Regions from separate parts of the Mus musculus genome. Here all the other regions are linked to region 2. Evidence: chromatin contacts called from public ChIA-PET and promoter capture Hi-C data. All regions are on one chromosome and are shown on one strand. Each heading gives the region's core, a stretch centred on a gene start, on an enhancer-like site or on the middle of the called end of the contact. The rest is flanking DNA. Distances are from core to core; before and after follow the strand shown.

Region 1 (2,936 bases), core at 370-2,869, 170 kb before region 2:
GGGGTGTATAAGGCCCTGACTGGGACAGAGGCTCAGGGCCCCTGGTGCTCGGAGGAGGGAGGGCCCGCATGGATGCCTGCAGTGCTGACTCCTGGCATGTATTATCGAATGGATTCTAGGCCTTCGATCGGGTTTACTAACTGTAAGTAAGATTAACACTGATGTTGGTGAGATTCGCCTTTCTGCTTTATAATCAAAAGTAAGTGCTAGGTCATCGAAGAGGAGAGAGAGCCTTACGTCGCTTCCGTTCTAAAACAGAACTAAAGAGGCCTTCTCCACATTTGAGCCTGAATTTCTGCACCTTTGATAGACTACAAATCCTGAAAAGCAATTTATGGCCACACTAACCTTTTGGGACCTTTAATAGCTGGTTTCATTGCCTTGATAAGTGATTAAGAAATGTAAGATTCCCAGTGGCAGAGTAAGCAAGTGTGGAGCAGACCTGTCTATTCTGCTTCTAGTACTCCCTGGGTGAATGACTGACATGCGCAACACAATGTCTTCCACAAAGCACTTGACACTTTTTTTTTAAATGGCAAATAAAAGTATAAAGGATGAGTCTGCTTTAGAAAACTCTAAAGAGGTTGGCTGTCTGTCCTGACATCCTATGATTTGATTCAGTATGGCTTTCTGTGCTGTTTATCACTATGCAGATTGGTTTTGAGTGACCTTAAATTATAAGCATTTGATAAGAGCCCATTTGACTATTCAGCCACAAATAAATATTGGTCTTACAGAACTGATGTTAGAACATAGGAATGAAGAAAAATCCATTTCATGGGATTTACGAGCTAGTATAAATATGTAGACAATATTTTATAAGTAGAATATTGTACATTAAAAATGTAACTACAGGGCAGTGGTGGCGCAAGCCTTTGATCCCAGCACTTGAAAGGCAGAGGCAGGCAGATCTCTGAGTTCAAGGCCAGCCTGGTCTATGGAGGACAGCCAGAGCTACACAGAGAAATTCTGTCTTGAGAAAACAAACAAAACAAATGTAACTGTTATGAAGAGAAAAGAGGACTGGTGAGTAGAAGTGTGGAATTTAACTGTAGTGATTAGTTAGCCTCATAGAGGTACACAAACCTTCCAAGAGGTGAAATAATGAGACATCTAAGTGGCTCAGGCAAGAGCCAGTTCAATAGTTCAGAGGCAGGGGCATCCTTGGTATATCTGAGAGCACCGAGGCTGCTAGTGTAGGTGAGAAATGGATATGGATAGACTATAAAGAGGTGCCACTGGGAGTTAAGCACTGAAGATCACTTAAAGCTTTAAACGCCATTGTCATCATTCTTAGAGCCCGTCCCCAACCTGGGCATCACCGCTCCAGGGAGGACTTGAATGGCCTTTCACAGGGTCACCTAAGACTACTGGAAAGCACAGATATTTACATTACAATTCATACAGTAGCAAAACTACAGTTAGGAAGTAGCAACGAAAATGATTGGCTGGGAGTCAGCACATGATATTAAAGGCTTGCAGCAGGCGCAAGGGTGAGAGGCGCTGACTTGGGTTGGGGCTGAAGCATTGGCAAGATCCACTTTACACTCACTGTGTGTGGGGAAGGACTAAAGTAAGAGCACGAGGGGGCGGACGAGGGCAGCGGAGCGGAAGCCAGGGCAAAGACTGAGTCGGGACCGTATCAGACCACGCCCACTTCACCACAGCCCGAACATCCTGACAGACACAAACCCAGAGCTGTCAAAGCCAACTTCAAGGCTTGAGGCCAGAGCAACACGAATGAAGATTACCACTAACTGAGGTGGGGAAGATACTGTGGGAAAGGCTTAGATATAAGTTTGAACATTTAAAAAAGTAAATCTGACATCAAAGGAAACCACAAATCCCAGAATGCTTAGCAGCCACAAGTCCTAAAGCCACTTCTGTTTCTAAATCACTGTGTGACAAGGAATCCCAACTTTACTGGAAGCATTGCTGTTTTGGGCTCTTGTAGAAACTTACTAATGGCAATGTTTTGTGAAAAAGTTAGTATAAACACTAGATAATTTTATTGTCCTAAGACTGTTATCTAAGACATTTAGTCATTCATTTGTCAGGGCTTGCAATTGATTTTTTTTCTTGAATATAAAATCAGTTTGCCAGTTAATAAGGAATACTTGCCATGTGTATGAATGTACTTTAATAAAATTTCAATGCAAAGCGCTTATTACATAGGTGACAAATTTAGGAATTCAAAATCTCAGAATAGCTAAATGTAAATGCAGCTCTGTGGACCAAGCCCAAAGTCACCCCACTCTAACAGGACTGAGGCAGTTCTGGGAATCCGGGAATCACAGTGTCATCGCTGAGATGACATAAGAAAGACGAGGTGGAAAAGCAGTTAGCCATCAGCTACCACAGAATTCCACTTCAGGAGTTTCATAAACAATCTAGCTTCAATCTCAGATGAGCTTAAACTCTTACAAAATGAAATAGCCCAGCAAAAGAACCTTAGCATTGTAACCCACACATCCCTTTCTCAGATGGTCCAATTCTGAACTCCGAGAAATAACATGCTCCTTGCGTGGGCTTGTATGTAGACTCTTCAAGGCTGCAAGTCACTCCTGGGACCTCCTAGCAGGAAAGTCTGCATCTCTGGTAAAGTGGCTTCATTCTCCTATCACCCGGATCATTTCCTGCAGACACCAGTGGTCAGAGGGCTGGAGACCAGAGGTAGAGCAACTGTCTCACCTTGACTTCATCCCTAACTCGTCATTAAGCCAAATATCACGGTCACTAAAGCCCCCACCTCCCCTTTCAGCTTACAGTGCTATCTAGAAAGATTATGGAATGCGCCAGAAGGAAACAGAGTAACCCATTACTCTTTTCATTGGAGAAGTGTTTTAGTATCAGTGAGAGTGGCATGATATCTTTAATTGGTTCTGAAGATGTCTGTATCTTCTCCTCTGATTGGCGTTTTCCTTAAACAGAAATGT
Region 2 (2,893 bases), core at 348-2,847:
TCAGAAGTTTAATATCATCTTCAACTATATAGCCAAATAAGGCCAACCTTGGCTACAGGAGACCCTCTGGAAGGAGAATTAGAAGAGGGGAGAATTTCTCTTTTCTATTCCTATAACTATGTTTAGTTTGCTACAGCATCCCATAGTTAAAACAGCAGCAGTTAGGCTCAAAAGCAATTATTATGTGTGAATGACCAGTCTTTGATTGATCTGCCTTCTCAGCTTGGATATCCGGGGCCAGTACATAGGATTGTCATTTCACAAAATTAAGTTGCATACTCACTTGGCAGAGACTGGATCTGTGGTTAGAAGCCATCCTTTATACTCCTTCTCACAGGCTATCACTCTCACTTCTTTATAAACGTAATCTTCCCATTCTAAGGGGCTTTTCTTCATCCATTCGCTCATGGTTACCAGTTGCCCAGATCTAGAACCATTATCAATTTGGGTTAATCACTATGGATATTCCACACAAGCAAATGTCTTTTTTTAAAAATATTTTTAAAGATTCATTTATTTATTATATGTAAGTACACTGTAGCTGTCTTCAGACAATCCAGAAGAGGGAGTCAGATCTTTTTACGGATGGTTGTGAGCCACCATGTGGTTGCTGGGATTTGAACTCTGAACCTTTGGAATAGCAGTCAGTGCTCTTACCCACTGAGCCATCTCACCAGCCCAAGCAAATGTCTTAATGATCGCCATTCTGTAGGCAGTCTGTAATTTGCCTGAAAATAACGAGTTTCTTAATGCAAGTAAGCACTGATACATAGAGCCAGTCTTAACTCACACCTACAGTCCCTACCTACTAGTAGTGCTGAGACCAGCCTGGTAACATAGTGTGCCGTCTCAGATCTCAGAAGAACAAGCAAAACGCCCATCTGGGGTATAAGAAACTGATACTATCTTTGGAGAATTCTTGAGAATGTTTTGTTTAGTATATCTGGGAAGGGGTATTTATAATTCAGACTGATGGTAATAGTGAATGGCCACAGGTACAATTCTTAAAACTCCTGTGGCATGTCTAGTCCCACCCTCTGCTCCCAATTCCGGATACCGCTTTCAACCTGGCTTTGAACCTGGCCCGTAGATAACTCAAACTCTTCGGGGCTGGAGAGATGGCTCAGCGGTTAAGAGCACCGACTGGGAGGTCAATTCCCAGCAACCACATGGTAGCTCAAAACCATCGGTAATGGAATCCGATGTCCTCTTCTGGTGTGTCTGAAGAAAGCAGTGGTGTGCTCATATACAATAAAGAAATCTTTTTTAGAAAAAAGAAGAAGCAGCCACTTCCGTTCCGCTTTCCTTAGATAAAAGGATTTCGCCCTAAACCCCTGACAGACATAACTGATGCGGAGTTCTCGGATTCCCACCTACTCTTTCTAGATGACTCTCCACGGGCTTTGCGCCAATTTTCTCGTAAAGCGCTGAGGACCCGTTAGCGAAGCTCTAGAGCTCCAACACCAGGTCCTGTCCAGAGGCCGCCATACCCAGAACTCTGCACGACTCAGGGAAACGCCGCAGAGACCCTGGCTATATTTCTACTTAGCTCACACGCCGCCGAGCGGGCTTGAGTCGGCCCGCCTGAGCCCAGCATGCTTTGCTCCTGACGTCATTTCCTTCCCCCAGAATCCTCCATCCTGTAGTCCTTTGCCTCCGTTCTTGCACTGCAGGTTGTGTCCAAGGGAACTTGAGTTCTCCTGGCCACCGTGAACGTCTCAAGAAATCTTTGTAAGAGGAAAATGTTCGTACCTCAAAGCTTTTTAAGTGGGGTATGAAAATGCGATTTTGCCCTGAATTCAACACAAAGCTCTCTGGGTAAACCTTAAGGCTCTAAAAGCCGAGGTGAATGGCATGAATTCTGGTCTAGCTCGTTTTGGAGCCGGTTAAAATGCGTGCACCTTTGGGGACGTGTTCTCAGTAAATCTCAAGAACAGTGGTGAAGTTGGGAAGATCAGCACTGGATTTTTTTTTTTTTTTTTTTTTCGAGACAGGGTTTCTCTGTGTAGCCCTAGCTGTCCTGGAACTCACTCTGTAGACTTCGCCTGCCTCTGCCTCCCAAGCAGCACTGGATTATGTTGTTTCTGCTTCAGATTTCTGGGCACGTAGCTGACTGGGCTCTGACATACTGCAGAATCTTCGAGACTGTGATACTGAAAAGTGGTGCAAGGCAGTAAATGCTAAGATTCTGCCTATACTGAAAAGAGAAAAAAACAACCCTCTCCCCCGCCAAGACAACAACTACAACAAAAAAACCCACCAAGGGCGATGAACAAAAACTGAGCTATAAAATTGTCAAGCCAGAGGTGGGCGTGGTGGCGCACGCCTTTAATCCCAGCACTCGGGAGGCAGAGGCAGGCGAATTTCTGAGTTCGAGGCCAGCCTGGTCTATAAAGTGAGTTCCAGGACAGCCTGAGCTACACAGAGAAACCCTGTCTCAAAAAAAAAAAAAAAAAAAAAAAAAAGATTGTCAAGCCAAGCAGCAGAAACATTAAATATGAATCGGTTTTTTAAAATTACTACTTGAAATTCCATATCAAATAATCCTTCCCAAAACCTTCATTTATTGAATGATTGACTTCATATTAATGAGATTTCATGGATTAAGTTAGAGTTTATCAGTTAAAACCCTCTATAAAGCTACAAGAGCTAATGTAAATTCCAAGTTATTAAGAGTGTGGGAGAAAATGTTTGACCTTTAAAACTACAGAATAAAAATCTACAACTGATTTGTGACAACTGTTCAGTTGCATTTTAAGTTTCATTCTTTACTGCAAACCTGTTTGGCTTATGTTTTCTTCCCCTTTTGAAACAAGGACATGTCCCTACTCTGTCCAAATTATCAGAAATTTAAGTTGCATTTGGGCCACATGTGGTGCATAGGACTTTAATC
Region 3 (2,829 bases), core at 105-2,604, 190 kb before region 2:
TGGATTGTGAAAATAGTATTTTGAACTAAGCTTCAAAATGTTGGAGGTGAAAAAAAATCAAGTTACTTTAAAATATGTTTAGGAAAGGTATAGATACATGCCAAACTATTGACAATGATTACCTGTGAGGAACAAGGATGAGAGGGAGATGGGGGAGGGGAACTTTTAGTATTTACTTTGCTCATTTGAACTTTATAGCAATGGTTTATTCATGTATCACTTGTATTACTTTAAACATTTTTTTAAAAACAAAGTGTTAAAGAGTATTTAAATGTTTGTTAAAATGTATTTCAGGTAAAGCAATGAAAAAATGGGTCGAATCCATCACTAAGATAATCCAAAGGAAAAAAATTGCAAGAGACAATGGCCCAGGTCATAACATTACATTTCAGAGCTCACCTCCCACAGTTGAGTGGCACATAAGCAGACCTGGGCACATAGAGACTTTTGACTTGCTCACCTTACACCCAATAGAAATTGCTCGGCAACTCACTTTACTTGAATCAGATCTATACCGGTATGTTATTCAACATTCAAACTCAGAAGCTATCTCAAGAGTTCATTTTAAAAATGGAATACATTATCTGCCTTTTAGGGCTGTCGTAAGATGTAAATGAGACAGCATATGATGTGTATACAGCATTAAGGCATTGCAGTCAGTTCTGGTTGTTTTGCCCCCTTAGTCATCTTGATCTGCTTAAATTAACTTTGTGCTCTTTCAGTTACCCCTGCTTGGGAAGCTCGGTTCAAATCCTGGCAGTCCCAGTGGCTTGGCCAAAGCCTGTACTGTCTTGTAGGTTTGAAGAGTCTGGTGTGTGCCTGATGCATCCAAGGCTGAGCACAAAGCAGAACATAGAAACTACTGCAGCAGTTACTCCACAGTACACGATAGAGCGACTGCTGTGTTACAGCTAAGCCTCAGCCAGTTAGAACCCTTTATAGTTTAAATTGATTAAACTATCTGAAAAATATGATTCTGGTTTGAAATTTTACTTAAAATCTCAAAATTATTATTAATCACCAAATGAGAAAAAGAGCTAAATTTATAAATTCTCCCATCTCCATTTATCATGGTCCCTGAGTGACCATGTTAGATAATGTCTAAAGTTTATTCTCAGAGGCATTTGCAGGATGGCTTTCTCTTCTGTCCACTGTAAGAGCAAGAACAAGCCAAGAATGCGTTAGTAATTGCCCTGTCCTAGTTGGCTACTTACTAGATACCATTTAAGTAACTACCTCACCATCTTAACTTAGTAAATAATACCTACAAGTGCTAGGAAAGACATTATGCAAAAGTATGCAGTAAATGGGAAAACGACCATGCTGCTCTGCGCAGTCGTGCTAGCGCTCAGGACACTGAAGCAGAGGACTGCCATGTGTTCCAGGCCAGCTGTGCCAGACAGCAAGAACCTAGCCAGGGCTACATAGAAGACACTGTCTTTAAAAATAAACAAATGAGCAGTAAATGTATTATGCAAGAGTATCTACTAAAATAGTTCTAATCTGAAAACATAAAAAAGTTATAAATATTGTTTTCACCAACTTTCTGTTGATGAAAGAGAACTTAAAAATGTCGTTTAGTTTTTCTTCTGTAGTAAGCTATATACGTGAGGAGAAATGTGACATTGCCATTTTATGTTGATGATTTTAGGGCTGTGCAGCCATCAGAATTAGTTGGAAGTGTGTGGACAAAAGAAGATAAAGAAATTAATTCTCCCAACCTTCTGAAGATGATTCGGCACACCACTAACCTCACTTTGTGGTTTGAGAAGTAAGTGTGGGCGTTTCCTCCTGGGGCAGAGGCAGGTTTTGAATCCAGCGGGGCTGTTTTGCTTCTTTAGTGCTCTCATTCCCCTTTCTTGTAAACTCAGTATCTTTCTAATGTGCATTTTAATTTCACTGGTACTTTGGTTTTTAATGGTTGCCTGGCACTAACCACATGCGTCTTACTTTATCAGTCTAGGCTAGAGATGGCTGCAGCTTCTTCCCAGCAGGTAGATGCTCCTCCCATACGCGGCTCTCATTGCTCCCTTTCTACATTTGAACAGACCTAATCAATGGTGCAAATCCAACAATGCTTCATGACAATGATTACTCTGCCGTCTGCTGTCACCATTTTATCTTACAGAGCTTTTTTCCATTCACTCGTGTCCTCTGTTGACAGTGTGTTACATTTTTATACTACAAACCCAAAAGTACATTCAGATACCTTAAATTAGTTGCTTTTTAAACAAGGTGAGAGGAAAAAATGGGCATTTATAGTGTTTGTATAATTCTATAATTACCTTTACTGATGTTCTTTGTGTAGACTGACATTGCTGTCTGGGGTCCCTGGTTTTAAGCCTGAAGAGAACCTCCTGTGGTCCAGTGGGTCAACTCACAACAAGTGTGCAGATTTATTGCTGTTTTGAACAGCAGCTCTCTCTTGAGATTAGTTCTGTTTTATTCTGTCTGTTCATATCTATTATTGAGCCCCCTTGCCTTTCAGTCCATTTGTTTTCCATTTGGTGCTGTTTAAAATTTTAACTCTTTCCTCATCTCTTTCTAGATGCTGCTATTACACTTCTGTGCGCCTTAACCAGGCTGTCCTTTAGCTCTGTGACCATACTCTCTGATGGCGACTTTGAAATACTTCAGTTAATTTTCATCTAGTCACTCAAACAGGCAGTTTCTGCTCCCTGCTTTTATTCCACTGTTTAGGTCATACCTTTTATTTCTTTATATGCTTTATAATGGATACAGCAACTTTTCAATACTGCCCTCTGCCTTCCACAGCTTTCTCTTTGCTACTTAAATGTGATGCGGACTAAGCAGGTTAGATGTGGGGAT

The links. Promoter capture Hi-C pulls out the DNA fragments that hold promoters and counts their contacts. ChIA-PET counts read pairs in DNA pulled down with a chosen protein or histone mark.
Region 1: a contact with region 2 is called in an RNA polymerase II ChIA-PET map of memory CD8 T cells, with 50 read pairs. The contact joins the enhancer-like site here to the promoter of Gemin6 in region 2. A contact is called at or near these places in 6 of 39 promoter capture datasets (the C10 cell line, the HPC-7 cell line, embryonic stem cells and 2 more), 1 of 15 datasets of contacts at CTCF or cohesin (large pre-B cells), 5 of 484 Hi-C or Micro-C datasets (CD4 T cells, the HL-1 cell line, Th1 cells and 2 more), 1 of 115 datasets of contacts at active chromatin or transcription factors (memory CD8 T cells) and 2 of 9 other capture datasets (adipose tissue and liver).
Region 3: a promoter capture Hi-C map of the HPC-7 cell line shows a contact between it and region 2. The contact joins the enhancer-like site here to the promoter of Gemin6 in region 2. A contact is called at or near these places in 7 of 39 promoter capture datasets (the 3T3-L1 cell line, the C10 cell line, the HPC-7 cell line and 1 more) and 1 of 115 datasets of contacts at active chromatin or transcription factors (large pre-B cells).

What each region holds. Positions count from the first base shown.
Region 1 is chr17:80,390,529-80,393,464 of GRCm38.p6, reverse strand. It overlaps a transcript of Arhgef33 not described here. Among named protein-coding and RNA genes, the nearest start is that of Gm10190, 18 kb to the right of the region's middle. Within about 2 kb of position 1,619, at least 67 of the 459 cell types and tissues checked have an H3K27ac peak or open chromatin away from gene starts, as enhancers often do. A contact at or near this core is called in Th1 cells, liver, memory CD8 T cells and 1 more, where this site is marked.
Region 2 is chr17:80,223,155-80,226,047 of GRCm38.p6, reverse strand. Gemin6 (gem nuclear organelle associated protein 6) reads right to left here and starts at 1,597. Exons shown (of 3, transcript NM_026053.4): 1 at 1,378-1,597; 2 at 284-427. The coding sequence starts at 408.
Region 3 is chr17:80,417,951-80,420,779 of GRCm38.p6, reverse strand. It overlaps Sos1 (SOS Ras/Rac guanine nucleotide exchange factor 1), which reads left to right. Exons shown (of 22, transcript NM_009231.2): 14 at 295-517; 15 at 1,652-1,771. It also overlaps a transcript of Arhgef33 not described here. Among named protein-coding and RNA genes, the nearest start is that of Gm10190, 46 kb to the right of the region's middle. Within about 2 kb of position 1,354, at least 7 of the 459 cell types and tissues checked have an H3K27ac peak or open chromatin away from gene starts, as enhancers often do. A contact at or near this core is called in the HPC-7 cell line, where this site is marked.